Linked DNA regions of Mus musculus: region 1 is linked to region 2. Evidence: chromatin contacts called from public Micro-C data. All regions are on one chromosome and are shown on one strand. Each heading gives the region's core, a stretch centred on a gene start, on an enhancer-like site or on the middle of the called end of the contact. The rest is flanking DNA. Distances are from core to core; before and after follow the strand shown.

What was found. Hi-C and Micro-C count contacts between places; a contact is called where the count stands out from the background.
Region 1: a contact with region 2 is called in a Micro-C map of embryonic fibroblasts, with 5 times the contacts expected there. The contact joins the promoter of Sp8 here to the enhancer-like site in region 2. A contact is called at or near these places in 5 of 39 promoter capture datasets (the 3T3-L1 cell line, embryonic stem cells, liver and 2 more), 9 of 484 Hi-C or Micro-C datasets (the C2C12 cell line, adipose-derived mesenchymal stem cells, cortical neurons and 4 more), 3 of 115 datasets of contacts at active chromatin or transcription factors (embryonic stem cells and stem cell-derived neural progenitor cells) and 2 of 9 other capture datasets (embryonic stem cells and embryonic tail).

The regions. Positions count from the first base shown.
Region 1 is chr12:118,845,800-118,852,599 of GRCm38.p6, reverse strand. Sp8 (trans-acting transcription factor 8) reads right to left here and starts at 5,367. Exons shown (of 2, transcript NM_001379379.1): 1 at 5,259-5,367; 2 at 22-4,221. The coding sequence starts at 5,279. The coding sequence ends at 2,728.
Region 2 is chr12:118,699,051-118,705,343 of GRCm38.p6, reverse strand. No RefSeq gene overlaps it. Among named protein-coding and RNA genes, the nearest start is that of Gm31626, 40 kb to the right of the region's middle. Within about 2 kb of position 3,298, at least 28 of the 459 cell types and tissues checked have an H3K27ac peak or open chromatin away from gene starts, as enhancers often do. A contact at or near this core is called in the C2C12 cell line, adipose-derived mesenchymal stem cells, embryonic fibroblasts and 2 more, where this site is marked.

The DNA.
Region 1 (6,800 bases), core at 4,118-6,617, 150 kb before region 2:
GAAAGAAAGAAGCTAAACTTATTAGAATCTCAACACACTAACTTTTTATTAAGTTTGATTCAAAATAATATTAATCTAATAGTGAAATAGTTTGATATAACATCAATCAACATTTAAAGTATACTATGTTTCAAAGTATGGCTCAAGGAACACCCATTGCTTAAATGCACTTAGACATAACAAGACAATGTTTTTTTATTGGCATCATTGACACCTTTGAACAATAGCCTCGTAGATAGATTAAGGTTTAACCTTTCTTTTCTTTGGTGGCTGTTTAGAGACTTTTAAAGAACAGATAACTCATTTCAACAGGAATCTACTGATATTTACCTCTGCAGAATGTTTAGCTAAGACATAGAGTGCCAGAAAACAAGCTTTTGTTAGCTTGACCCCCTCTGTCTCCTAACAGAAGGTATCCCCAAATGATGCTTTTATTTTAGATGTATTGATCTTTCATCTAAGTCTTGGCCTTTCAAACACTAAACTCGATCAAAGGCCAACAACCTGACTCCTTCTGAAGACTGAGAAGGAAGCAGCAACATGGAATTTCTTTGAATTGTTTGTGAATTACTACAAGTTTTAAGAGGTCAATAAATCCTGGTGCTGAGCTAAATCTAATGGTAAATAATTAATTACATATCTTAGACACTATAATCTTTATCTTGGTAAACAAAGAAACAGCTTTGCCAAATAGATCTTCCATCTACATAATATCTTAAAGGCAAATAATTAAATATTGCCACAAAAAACAGGGTCATATTTTGTTTAAATTAGACATTAAAACGGAAGATAAAATGCAAATGCCCGTAGTTTTAAAAGGGGGGGAAAAACACCAAATTAACTGACCTAGTCTTTTTTGAGTTTATTAATACCATTTAAAATATTACAAATAAATCAATTACATTTCATGCATTTAAAATGCAAGTCTAATGTTCCAGAGAAAGGCTTTTCATTTCAATGTGAAATATCCAAATTATTTCAACATGACAATGAATAGTTAGTTTGCAGACTCTGCAAACAACACTTAAATGTAGTGTCAGGAGTATTTGTCAACAGTTAACAATATCACCTTCAGGAAATACACAAAGGCCAAAGTTAGTCGAGTATCACTTGGACAATTTATTTAATACATGGGTTTGGCAGACCCCGTTATTATGAAGTATAGGAGAACTCTCACTTTAACTATACCTGAACTGCCAGCAAATGCAAATAAGTACATGCGCCATTAAATTAAATGTCATCCAACATTTATCAAATAGTGTCTTAGTTACAGCTTGATACCTATCTAAATTCATATTCGAGCAAAACTAGGCCCGGAAAGTGCGTGTGTGGCTCTGCACCTCCAGAATTGAGTTCAAGGAAAAAAGAAAAAGGAAAAAAAAAAAAAAAAAAAAAACACCTGCAGCTCATTAGAACCTCAGCAATAACTCTTAATAATTCCTTCTGACGAAAAAGAAAAAAAATCAAGTTTACTTCAATATATTTTCAAATATTTACCGGAAGTAATGTACAAGAAAAATACTATACAAAATCGTCTCACACCTCACAGCGGCGGAGTCAAGTTTAATGGGAAACTAATCTAGAACGATTTTCCAGTTGTACAAACCATTAGGTTCAGATATATTTTACAAAGAATTTTTAAAAATTGTTTCCCCGTTTCCCTCTTTTGGCATTTAAACTACAGCCTCATCTGAAATAAACGATAGCTTCTTCACTTAAGTTTAAATCACAAAGAAAAAGTTTAACCCTAAAATTAATCAATGACTTGCAATAATTTACAGAAATCAGTAGATAAATTGATTCCTAGACTAACCCAAAAGTGGTGGTGATGTGGGAAGTTGGAAGAATATGCTTGGGGATGGTGAAAAAACCGAGGTAGAAAAAGACAAACACGAAGATACTTAATCTGGTCTCACCGGAAAGGGGGTATTTTTGCATAAGAAAAGACACCTACCCTCACTCCCGCCCCCACCCCATAAATTACGGCGACCAAAATAACTTTGGGATCAATATTTGCAGTTTGGAGAGAAACGTGCTCGCAAGCAGAGGAAAACTATCTAAACGAGAAGCTAAGAGGAAGATTGCTTGTTTATTTTTTTCCTCTCAGTTTTTCAGTTAAAAAATAAAAAGTTACAAAGAAGAAAGGAGGGGGAGGCATTGATTCCCGTTCGCAGAACTCTCATCGGTTCACCCGCAGGGCACAAAGACCTAGCCAGAGCTGAATGGGGAGATCTAAACTCTGCTAACCCGGTCTGGGTTGCAGCAGTCCTCCCACGAGTGTAATGCTCAGCACAGGACAGTCCAAGGGGAGCACTCGGGGGTCCAGGAGGGGATTCCTTGGCAGGACTCCTACATCCCTCTCCCTACAGCTGCGGCTCAAGCGGGTTGAACACTGTTCTTTCCAAGGCCACAAAAGCCACTGTTCTACCAGACAACCCATTCATCCCGTCCTAACCCCAGAGGCCACAGCCTCTTCAAAGTTCCGCCAGCCCAGTGCTGGAGGAGCGGGTTTCCACTGCGCCCCGCATGGCTGTCACTGTGCAGAAGGGAGCCAAGGATTCAGCCACCGATGTGTGCTACTTACTGTCCACATCCTAAAAGTTAAGAGCAGAAAACCGGTGAGAGAGAGAATGAGAAGTTGGGGGAAAGAACGCACAGCTAGCCTAGACTGGAGCCCAGTCTAGGTACACAAGCCCGACGGGATTCAGGTGGGAGGCATCGCGACAGTCACTCCAGGCCGTTGCGGTGGCCCGGCTCTGGAGGCTGCAACAGCTCAGGGGAGTGGCAAGGAGGGCTTCCCGCCGCGCTGTGCTCGCTGTCGGTGTCGCTGCCTTTCTTGCCGCCGCCGGAGCCCGCCGAGCCGCCGCCACCACTGTGTGTCTTCACGTGCTTGCTCAGGTGGTCGCTGCGCATGAAGCGTTTGTTGCACACCGGGCAGGCGAAGCGCTTCTCGCCCGTGTGGGTCCGCAGGTGCCGCTGCAGCTCGTCGGAGCGCGTAAAGCGCTTACCGCAGAACAGCCAATTGCACACGAACGGCCGCTCGCCGGTGTGCCAACGCAGGTGCGCCTTCAGGTGCGACGTCTTGCCGTACACCTTGCCGCAGCCCGGGATGTGGCAGCTATGCAGCCCTTTGCGACGCAGGCTCGCTCCCGCTGGGCCCAGCCGCTCAGCCTCCTGGCAGTTGGGGCAGTCGCAAGTGGCGCGGCCGGAGTAGCGGCGAGCGGACGAGCGTGGGGACCCCCCTAACTGCGCCGCGGGCCCCGCGCTCAGCATGGAGCTGCCCGCGCCGGCCAGCGGCGACGGGGCGGAATCGGGGTAAGAGCCGGGCAATACCGGCTTGAAACCGTCCATGAGGTGCTGTCCTGCAGGGCTGAGCAGGTGCGACGAGGCACCGCTACTGAATGCGGAGTGGCTCAGGCCGGAATAATCCGAGTTGTAGCCTCCCAGCGGTGAATGCAGCGACGTCTGAAGGCCCCCGGCCGCCGGGTGCAGCGAGCCGGGCAGCGCTGCCGCCCCATTGGGGTTCTGCACGTCGATCCAGCCCGCGCCCACATCCCACCAGCTGGAGGCGCCCGCGGAGCCCACGTCGGCCGCGGCGCCAAGGCCCGGGTGCGAAGGCTTGAACCAGGACTCATACGGGTGCGCCATTCCCACGCGCGGGTAGATACCCTGCAGTCCGTCCACCGACGTGTGCACCTTGGAGATAAACACTGGCTGATGGGAGCTATCCTGCGAGTGCGCTCCGGAACCGCCGCCGCCTCCCCCGCCGCCGCCGCCGCTGCCCCCCGAGACGCCCGGAGCCTGGAACACAGAGTAGTCGTTGGCAAAGGGCGAGCTGGAAGCGGCAGCCGCCGCAGCTGCTGCCGCTGCGGCGGCGCTGCTGGAGGTGAGAGAGAAGGCGCTGGAGCCGGGCGAGCCTCCGCAGCTAAAAGAGTCGGACACCAGGGCTGCGGCCGCCGCTGCTGCCGCCGCTGCCGCCGCTGCGGCTGAGGAGGAGCCGCCGTTCCGGGAGGCCCCCGACACACCGAAGCTAGAGAGACTGGAACCCACTACGTTGCAGCTGCCGGAGGAGGAAGACGAGGAGCGTTTCCAAGGGTGGAAGCCTTTACCGAAGGAAGAAGAGCTGTCCGACAGGGAGGAGGGAGACGGGCTGGGGCTGCCGATCTTATTACAGGTAGCAGCAAGCATGGCCAGAGGAGTGGATCCCAACCTCGGTTCTTCCTGAGACCGGAGCAGAGAAGAAGGGTGGGGGAGGGGTAGTGGGCAAAGGGCCGGTGGGGGAGGGAGGAAAGAAATGTGTATTAGTCCCCTGGTAGCCTCCAGACGCCCCACTGCTCCCCATCTCTAGCTGCTGCACACTGCCACCAACTTACCCTGCACCCCCAGCTGCCCCGGCGCCCGGCTGCCTCCTACTCTACAGGAGGGGACAAGTTTGGCGGCGAGCGTCTGATTCTGGAGCAAAGCGCCACGCTAAAGAAGAGTTTAACAAGAATTCTCAACTAAGACGGCACTCTTGTGTTCACAAAGCCCTAGACGCTTTCGATCAAACGAACAGAAAGTCCAAATCCAGACTAGGGAGGGAGAAGTTTCCTTTTTACCTTACAACCTGGGGAAATTTCTGGATTGCGTTTAAGATCACTACACTGCAATCCCAAGAGAGCTTTGAAAACTCTTTTCAGATCCCCCTCAACCCATCCTTAGTTGCTTCTCCCCGGCTCTTCCATTACTCGCTCTTCCATTTTTTTCTTCTCTCTCTCTCTCTCTCTCTCTCTCTCTCTCTCTCTCTCTCTCTCTCCACCCCCTTCATCTCTCTCTCTCAATATATATCTCTCTATAATGGTAGAAATAAGACGAGCTCAACGTACCTGCAATACAAACCGGGCTGAGGAAAAATATTAAGGGGAAGGGGGAGAATCTGCAGTATGCCCAGGAGGGAAAAACTTACTCGCGTTCCCCTTCGAAATCGTCGAGTGTATTAGGGGCTATGCTCAGTTCTCCCGAGCAGGGAGCGGCCAGGCTCTGCGAGGTGGCGGGTCTCAATGCCCTACGAACCTTTCCTGTGCTGAAAAAAAAAAAAGTGGCTCTGCCTCCTCCCCCCCCCCTTTCTTTTTTCTAAACTCACTTGTATTTAGGGGGGTGGTGGTGGCTCTCAATAGAGAGACTGATAGCCCGTGGCCTGGCCGGGGCGACTTTAACCCCCTCCGATAGGCAATAAAAGGAAACTAATTAAACCAGCAAGAGAAGATCCTGAGACTCACCCCTAGAAGTGAAGTTGCCATCACACAGAAGCGCCCTCCTCCTCTCAGAGGATCTTTTTTATATTGATAAATCAGAGGCAGTGTTTTTTTTAGAGGTGTGCAATACAATGATCAGTTCCGCCCATTCCGCCACAATTGTAGCTCCCTCTCCGGCTTTGAAGTGCCGCGGAGGCGCGGCCAGCCAATCTGTGGCCTCGCCGGGCCGCGCGGCGCGCGCGCCGTGAGGTCATCGGCGCCGGCGGGAGTGTGGGGGTGCGAGTGTCGCAGAGTGTGCGTGTGCGCGCGCGTGAAAAATGATCGCGAGTGTGACCCACCTCGGAGAGAGCAGTGTAGAAAGCGGAGGGGTAACTGGGCAGGGTCGCAAAAACCGTGACCTAGCAAGGGCAGAGAGTGGTCGTACAACCACCGAGAGCGGGCCGAGTAACTACGTGTGTGACAAAAGGGGTCAGGGACAGAGCTGGAAAGTGTGTAAGGTAACTGAGTCCTTCTACCGTAGGGAGTCAGGAGCGACAGTACGTTCAATCCCGGGTGTGGAGAGGCGTGCACCCGTTTGGTGTAGGTGGAGAGTGGGTGCGCGCGATCGAGAGGGAAGACCGACGTGTGCGTGCGCGCGAGCACCAAAGCTAGGGGTAGGGAACCGAAACAATACAATAAAGTGTACGTGCCTAAGAGATTGGCGGTCTGGATAGAGAAACTGCGAAGTTGAGTGAGGCCAGTAAATAAACGCCCCAAGTCCTATCTTCAAGTTACTAACTTCCTCTGCCCTTTGAACATAAAAAAAGGAGTGACCCCCCCCCCCCAGCTTCCTGGACTCTTTCAGTATAGTTTTGAAGAAAATCTTGATACTTACCTTCCATTTCCTGATGTTTCGGTCAAATAGAAAGATTGGAAAGGGGGTAGTGATATGGTGCAAGTGTGCGCCTGCGCCTTTGAGTCCTTACTTAGATCTGGCCGCCCTTACCCTCTACCAGAGGTGGGATTCAAGCTTTGGAAGTGCACGTCCTGGAGGAGGTGTGTTTGCCCCTTGGCATGCAGTAAAATTACAAAAGGATTAGATGGAAAGAGGAGTAAGAGGGGGTGTGTTTTTCTCCCATTGGATGAGAAATTGAGGAGCATTTTACCCAGTTTATAAGTTTTCTCAGGTAACCCCACTGTGCCTTTCTGACAGAAAAATCAGAATGACTGAAATCTGTTGGTACTATTTATGTAAGAATGGAGGTGAGCTTTTCGGGCTGCATTTATAGGAGCATCTATGGTTTGAGCAAGCCATCTACCAGTGCGTTCGAGTCATCATGCGCATTTACTTCAAATTCTCTGCGTTTTAGTCACTTACTTGCTATTTTTATTATTAGTTGCCTTCAGAAATGTCATTACAATTCTGTGGTCACCACAACAGAAATTCTTAAGCCACAAAAAGGCCAGTACCAGTATGAAAGGAGAAAATCTAGTCCTTGGAGTCTTGTTGAATATTCATGCATTTTAAAACCACAATAATTCCTATTTTACCCTGTTAGGAAGACTCTCAGAAGTCTAATACTAAAG
Region 2 (6,293 bases), core at 2,049-4,548:
GGGAAGATAGCTGGATCATGTGATAGTTCTAGTTTTAGGTTTTCAAGGAACTCTCTCCGACTAGTTTATGTCCCCACTAGCAGAACGAAAGTGTCCTGCCACATCCCCAAAGCACCCTCACCAGCACTTACTGTTTGATTTTTTAACATTATTTTTTAGATTATTTATGTATATGAGTGCTTTGCCTGCATATATGTATGGGTACCCTGTGCATGCCTGGTGCCCACAGAAGTCAGAAGATTGGAACTGGAGTTACAGATGGTTATTAGCCACCACGTGGGTGCTAGGAACTGAACTCAGTCCTCAGCAAGAGCATGTGCTCTTAGCCACTGAGCCATCTGTCCAGCCCTGTCTGATTTTCTTGATGACAGTCATCCTGACAGGTGTGAGACAAAAATCTCCATATAGTCTTGATTTGCATTTTCCTGATAATCAGACATGTTAAACATTTTCCCCGAGAATTTGTAGACATGTGTACTTTTTCCTTTGGCAAACTGGCTGTTTAGTTTATTTGCCAATTTAACAATACTGAAATTCTCAAGATAGGTTTTTCTGGGTAGTTTTTTAAAAATGTTTATTATATTTAGTTGTGTGTGAGCGCGGGCGTGTGTGTGTGTGTGTGTGTGTGTGTGTGTGTGTGAGAGAGAGAGAGAGAGAGAGAGAGAGAGAGAGAGAGAGAGAGAGAGAGATGCCCTTGACCAGGGTGTGTACACCAGAAAACTTGCAGTAACTGGGTTTCTCTTTCCACTACATGAGTCGCAGGGATCAAACTCAGACTCTCAGGTTTAGTAGCAAGCACTCTTACACACTGAGCCATCTCACTGGTCCTAATAATTTGTAAAAAAAAAAATTCTCTAAGAAAAATCATACTACAGGAATTACAATATCCCCCACGAAAGAGTAATATTTTGTTCTCCACGTGTATGTTATAATTATTTAACACTCTTTTGTGACATGGTCAAATATGCCAATCGGTTATTTAGAGAAGTCTCTCAAATCATTTCCTTCATCCAGATGCAGAGTCTGGTATCTGACCACCTTTATTTTCTTTTAGATGGCATCACCCAGCGAATTCACAGTCTTACAGTATCATTAGCCAACTGGGAACTTCTATGTGGTGTCCGCAGGGCTTCTGGGTAGACAGCAAGAACCCTCTCATGAGACCAGAGAGGCTTGACAAAGGAGGATCTTCAGACCGGACATTTTCTCCAAGCAACTGACTTTGTGCTTTTCCTCTGTTCCCTGTTCTTCACGAGTCTCTCTACCCAAGTCACCCAAGGAGCCAGAAACTTGACTGGCGTGGAAGGGGACGCTGCGCTGGCGTTCCTCTCCCATCAAGACAGGGCACATGGGGCCCGTTACAAGATAAATAGCAGTGCGGAAACAATCGGCTTACCCAACAACTGCCTGAGCGCTATAGTCAGTGTCTTTTCTGTAATTATTGCATTTAATACAGCTAGTTACTTGCACAAAAGAGCTTCCGGATCCAGCCGTTTCCACTGGGGGCTGTTTAGGAATGCACAGGCCCATCATTTAGTCCTGATATTGTTGGCTTGTCAGAATTGATCATAGCTCTTGACGGGAACACCTCTAGCTCCTTTTTTTATGGAGTGCCTCGCAGTGACATTTCACATTGTTTAACTAGGAGTGATCTGTTAGTTTATATTTTATCTAAAACTGCAGATCAGATGACCTCCCTCAGGGCCTAAATACATGAATCCTTTTCGCATGTTATAATTAATAGTGGAGCCAGGAGAGAAATTCGTAACTAGGGGCCGAAGAGCTGGGCAGAGCTGCTTGTCAGAGAGAAGGAAATTCCACCCCAGATTAGCTTATTTTTAAGCACGTCAAGCTCTACACACAAACATGATCTATTGCTTCCTTGTAATGTCTGTTTGGGCCCACATGCTCCGGGCAGTGTCAGACACTGCTGTAAATTTTGTCTGAGTCAGGGCAATTCTGATTGATCTCTGAGTGTAAAATCGATAAGAAGACACTGTCATTTTCTTAAAGGATGAGCTAGAAAAGGGAAATAAATTAAGACTCCACAGAGTGTCTATCTCCAGTGCTCATTAATTCAGTGTGGTCTGTACTTTGTTAATGTTCCGGCCTCGGCTTTAATCTTCCAGGTGCTCTTCCTGTGGCTACTTGCCAGTGCCCTTTCTCGCGTTATGTATATTTCATCCCAGCGCAGGAGGGGGACAAATGGCTGCCCTCCTCTCTCCCTTAGTGCCTGATTAATCCATTTTATTATTTTGGAGGGATACATCATCATGGATGCTGATTAACTTTAAAATGGACAGAGTCAATCCCCTGCATCTCTCCATCTCTCCATCTCCCGCTTCTTCATCAGGAGTACATTCATTCGTCTTAGGCAGTTTGGGCAAATAAGAATTCTGAGCATGTTTGCCTTATACAATAAATTCCATTAAGATTAATTTTTGTCTCCCTCTTTATTCTCCTTCCTCCTCTCCTCTCCTTCTCTCCCACTCTCTCTTATTCCTTCTCTTTCTCATCCACTCTCCATCCCCAAGATATATGTTCATTTGACTTGAACAGTTTGGACAAAAATGATCACCACACATTTTGTCTTCTAGAAAAAGTTGATGAGGTGCTCTCTCTCTCTCTCTCTCTCTCTCTCTCTCTCTCTCTCTCTCTCTTTCTCTCTCTCTCTCTCTCTCCCTCTCTCTCTCTCCTCTCTCTCTCCTCCTCATTTGTCTCCCCCTTTTCTTTGCTTTCCCTTTCTAGTCCTTCCTCTCTCCCTTTCTGTTTCTCTTAGGTTTTTGCCTAAGATATTTTAAAAGCTGCTTTTCCAGATGCAGTGCACGCACACTCACACACACATACACACACACACCTACCACACCTACACACACTTTGACAGACACACACACATACACACACACAAACACACACTCACTTGCACATGCACACACTCACATGGGAATTGGAAGCCTGGGGCTGGGATATGGCTTAGAGCTAGAGCAATTGCCCAGCATTCTTGAAGCCTTAAGTTCCATTCCCAGTACTGAAAAAACAACAAACAAACAAACAAAAAAACCCCGAGATTTTGTGGCTCAGAAAACATGTCCTTGACTTTCAAGGTTCACATTTCATTGCTCAGGAAAAGGGAGGAAGGACAGGATGAGAAAACACCGCTCCCTGTTGTCTTTGGTGTTTGCAGGGTACTACAATGCTCTGTGTCCTGTGGCTGCAGGAACAGAACATCTAGTTTTGTTGGTAGCTCTGTCTGATGCTCCTATGAGTGGAGGAGGTAAATAACATGTCCCCCAGTCATTGCTCATTTCTAAAATATTCCAAGCACCTCGCCCATGAGTCACTCTGTAGTCACAGTATGAGCTGTTAACAGAAACCCATTAGTAACAATCAAATTCTAGAAACCTTTTACTTTACTTATGAAAATTTGTCTAAATGCTATAAAATTTCTAGTGTTTTGTCAAAAAAATTCTAGTCTTAAAAGAGGAGGGAGGATTAAAAATATCTAGACCAATTTGCCTCAAACGGCATTAAATTTATATTCATGAAGGGTGCTTACTTACTTTAACAAAGCACACTGTAGGCCAATTAATTATTTCTCAGGGAGAGGTCATTTAGGGGACTCTGTATCTCTGTCTTTCTGACTGAGCATACCAAATGAATAGATTTGCAAATTTAATCTAAAAGCGACACATATTTGGCCTTGAAATTATTTGGTTTATTCCTCTTCTTTTAAACACTGGTCTTTATTCATTATGGGGGCCATAATACAATCAAATACCACTTTGAAATTTACAAGTAATGTGTGATTTTATTCAGAATTAGCTTTAGGAAGAAAACATGCATGAAAGTGCTCTGTTTACTGTTCAACCATCCTCTCACCATCAATATGGAACCATTATAATTCTTCACCAAAGAGATGCCTCAGAAGGCTGGTGGAGAGAGCACGGCCCTTAGAGCTTGCGTGTTTCTATTCCCATTGTGTTTCTCATACCTGACAATGTAAGAAAATGTACTTTTCTTGAAGAATACATAAAAAGATATTTTTAAACAAGACATTTCACAAAATAATTAAATAGTTAGTATGCACGTCCCCATAGAGAACTTTATGAGTGGCAGAGGGATACGTTTGCCTACACATTTATATACCCTCTCCTACCGCATGTTTCTGCTTAGGTGTTAGAAAACAAATGGAATGAACACAGAACTCATGAAGGCCATTTCTTCACCTGTGTATCAGAGATGACACCTGCTTCACAGGGTTCTGCAAGCAAGCAGGATGTACCTGGGTTTTACCTTTACCAATGATGGCTTCCTATTTGTCATATACAGGTTGGGTGACCTGAGACAAATTGTCGATTAAATAAGTTTAGCTTTTTAATCTCTAAAATGAGATTAAAATAATTCTTCTCACATGGAATTGTTGAAAACATGAGTGTTAATGGATCTTGTGGTAGCACATAACATACACCAGCTTTTTGAACACTCCTGTTTGTTACTGTTCTAGTTTTTGATGAAGTCCAGAGTCTACAGAACATCTGGGTTCTATGAAGCTGTTCAGAAGGAGATTAAAAAAATACTGAAATATGGCCATTCACACTTTTTACAACTCTAATTACATTGAATAAATATTGGACCAGAATCCATACATGTCGATTGTGAGAAAACGTTAAGATAGGCTGAGACATCTCCTGGGGGTGGTTTCAAGTCTGGCAAGTCTGCCATTGTAACAAGCACTTGTTATATGACTACAATGATCACATCCACCTTTGTTAGGAAATAAAGTTTTCTGAAATATTGACAAGTGCAGTATGGAAAGTTAACTTGTATTTGCATAGTATTTGATCTCTCTGTGGCCATCAGACACCACCAACAACATGGCTTGGTGCTTTGAAGTAGGACTGGGGCAGTGAGGAAATGAAGACACAGAAGAAATGTCAGACACTCATAAAAGCCAGAGTCAGATGTGCTGAGTGTACTTTGCAAGAACAGAGAACCTCGGCATGTTCATAGGTACAGCATAGAGGAGACAGTGCTAGTCTGGGGAGATCTCTGCAGTAAAGCAGTCTGGGATATCAACATCAGGGAGGAGGAAGCTGCACTTGCCAGTTGTTGAACATGCCTGTCATTTGTAAACACTTGTAATTGAACCAGAGGAGGGTTTTTCCATTCTCACAATTTCAGTCATTGGGTCCTTGACACGGGCAGGCCCTTGTCAAACTTACTCATTCACTCAAGGCTTTTTTGGATCCCCACAATCAGAGAGCCCTAATAGATAAAAAGGCGAAAACTTTGTTAGTCGAGACTGAGATTAACTTTCCTTAACGCCAATGGGCAGGCTGTGGAGAATAATTTTAATACAATGTGAAATGACAATGTGCATTCACTTCCGATGCTCGGTTATTCTTTTAGGAATGTGACAGAGAAAATAACTTTACAAGTGTGAACAGATGTATAAACATGGCTATTCAGGTTGGTCTGCTTCTGGAGAAAATTTTAATTGATTTTTTTTGCAAACAGCTAAAAAAAATGGATCATGATTCTTGACCGCTGTTGAACTTTATCCATAGTTTTACCGTCTTGATCTTGCATTCTCATGGCACCCAGGCTGATCTTGTTGAGATCATTTGGAAGGTTAGTCGATGAGAATGAAAGAGTAGTCGTGTCTTTTGGATGGAGTTTGTGTGGGCATGCTTTGTGGTTTCTGATGTTGTTTGGACTTTCAGGGTGACGGTGGGATTCGGAATGTTTTGGTGATGGGGTGATGGAAAAATTACTCTAGGTCAAAGTGTTGAGAAGATAGTGCTCTGGGCTAAAGGGAACTCCAGGGCTCCCCTTTAAGTTCTAGCTCCACAGTCACCTGCACCATCCCACCATCTCAGCTTTGTCCCTGACAGACAGATCTGGGAGTGCCAGTTGCCTTCAATGCTGTAGGTCCTTGACCCCAGGATGGGTCTCCAGAGCTCTGCACCTTGTTTGGCTGAAGCTTCCTTGATTAATAACTGTTTCCCATGCCCCAGCCTCTAAAACTCACCATGCCACTTCATCCCATACTTGAACTCTGATATCCTACTTAAGCAGCACCCTACAGTGTCTGTCTTTTTGTCACTGTCATCTCCCGGGCTCTCTAATGTTGTCACATTAGAGACTTTCCTTCCTGCATACCTCCACATTCATCACACATACATGCCATCACGGGTGGCTTCCACCTTTTAAATGTTGAGAATCACTGTGGTGGCACAGGAATATAGATGGCTCTTTGAGGAGTGACGTTGCCCGCCCCCCCCCCCCAACAC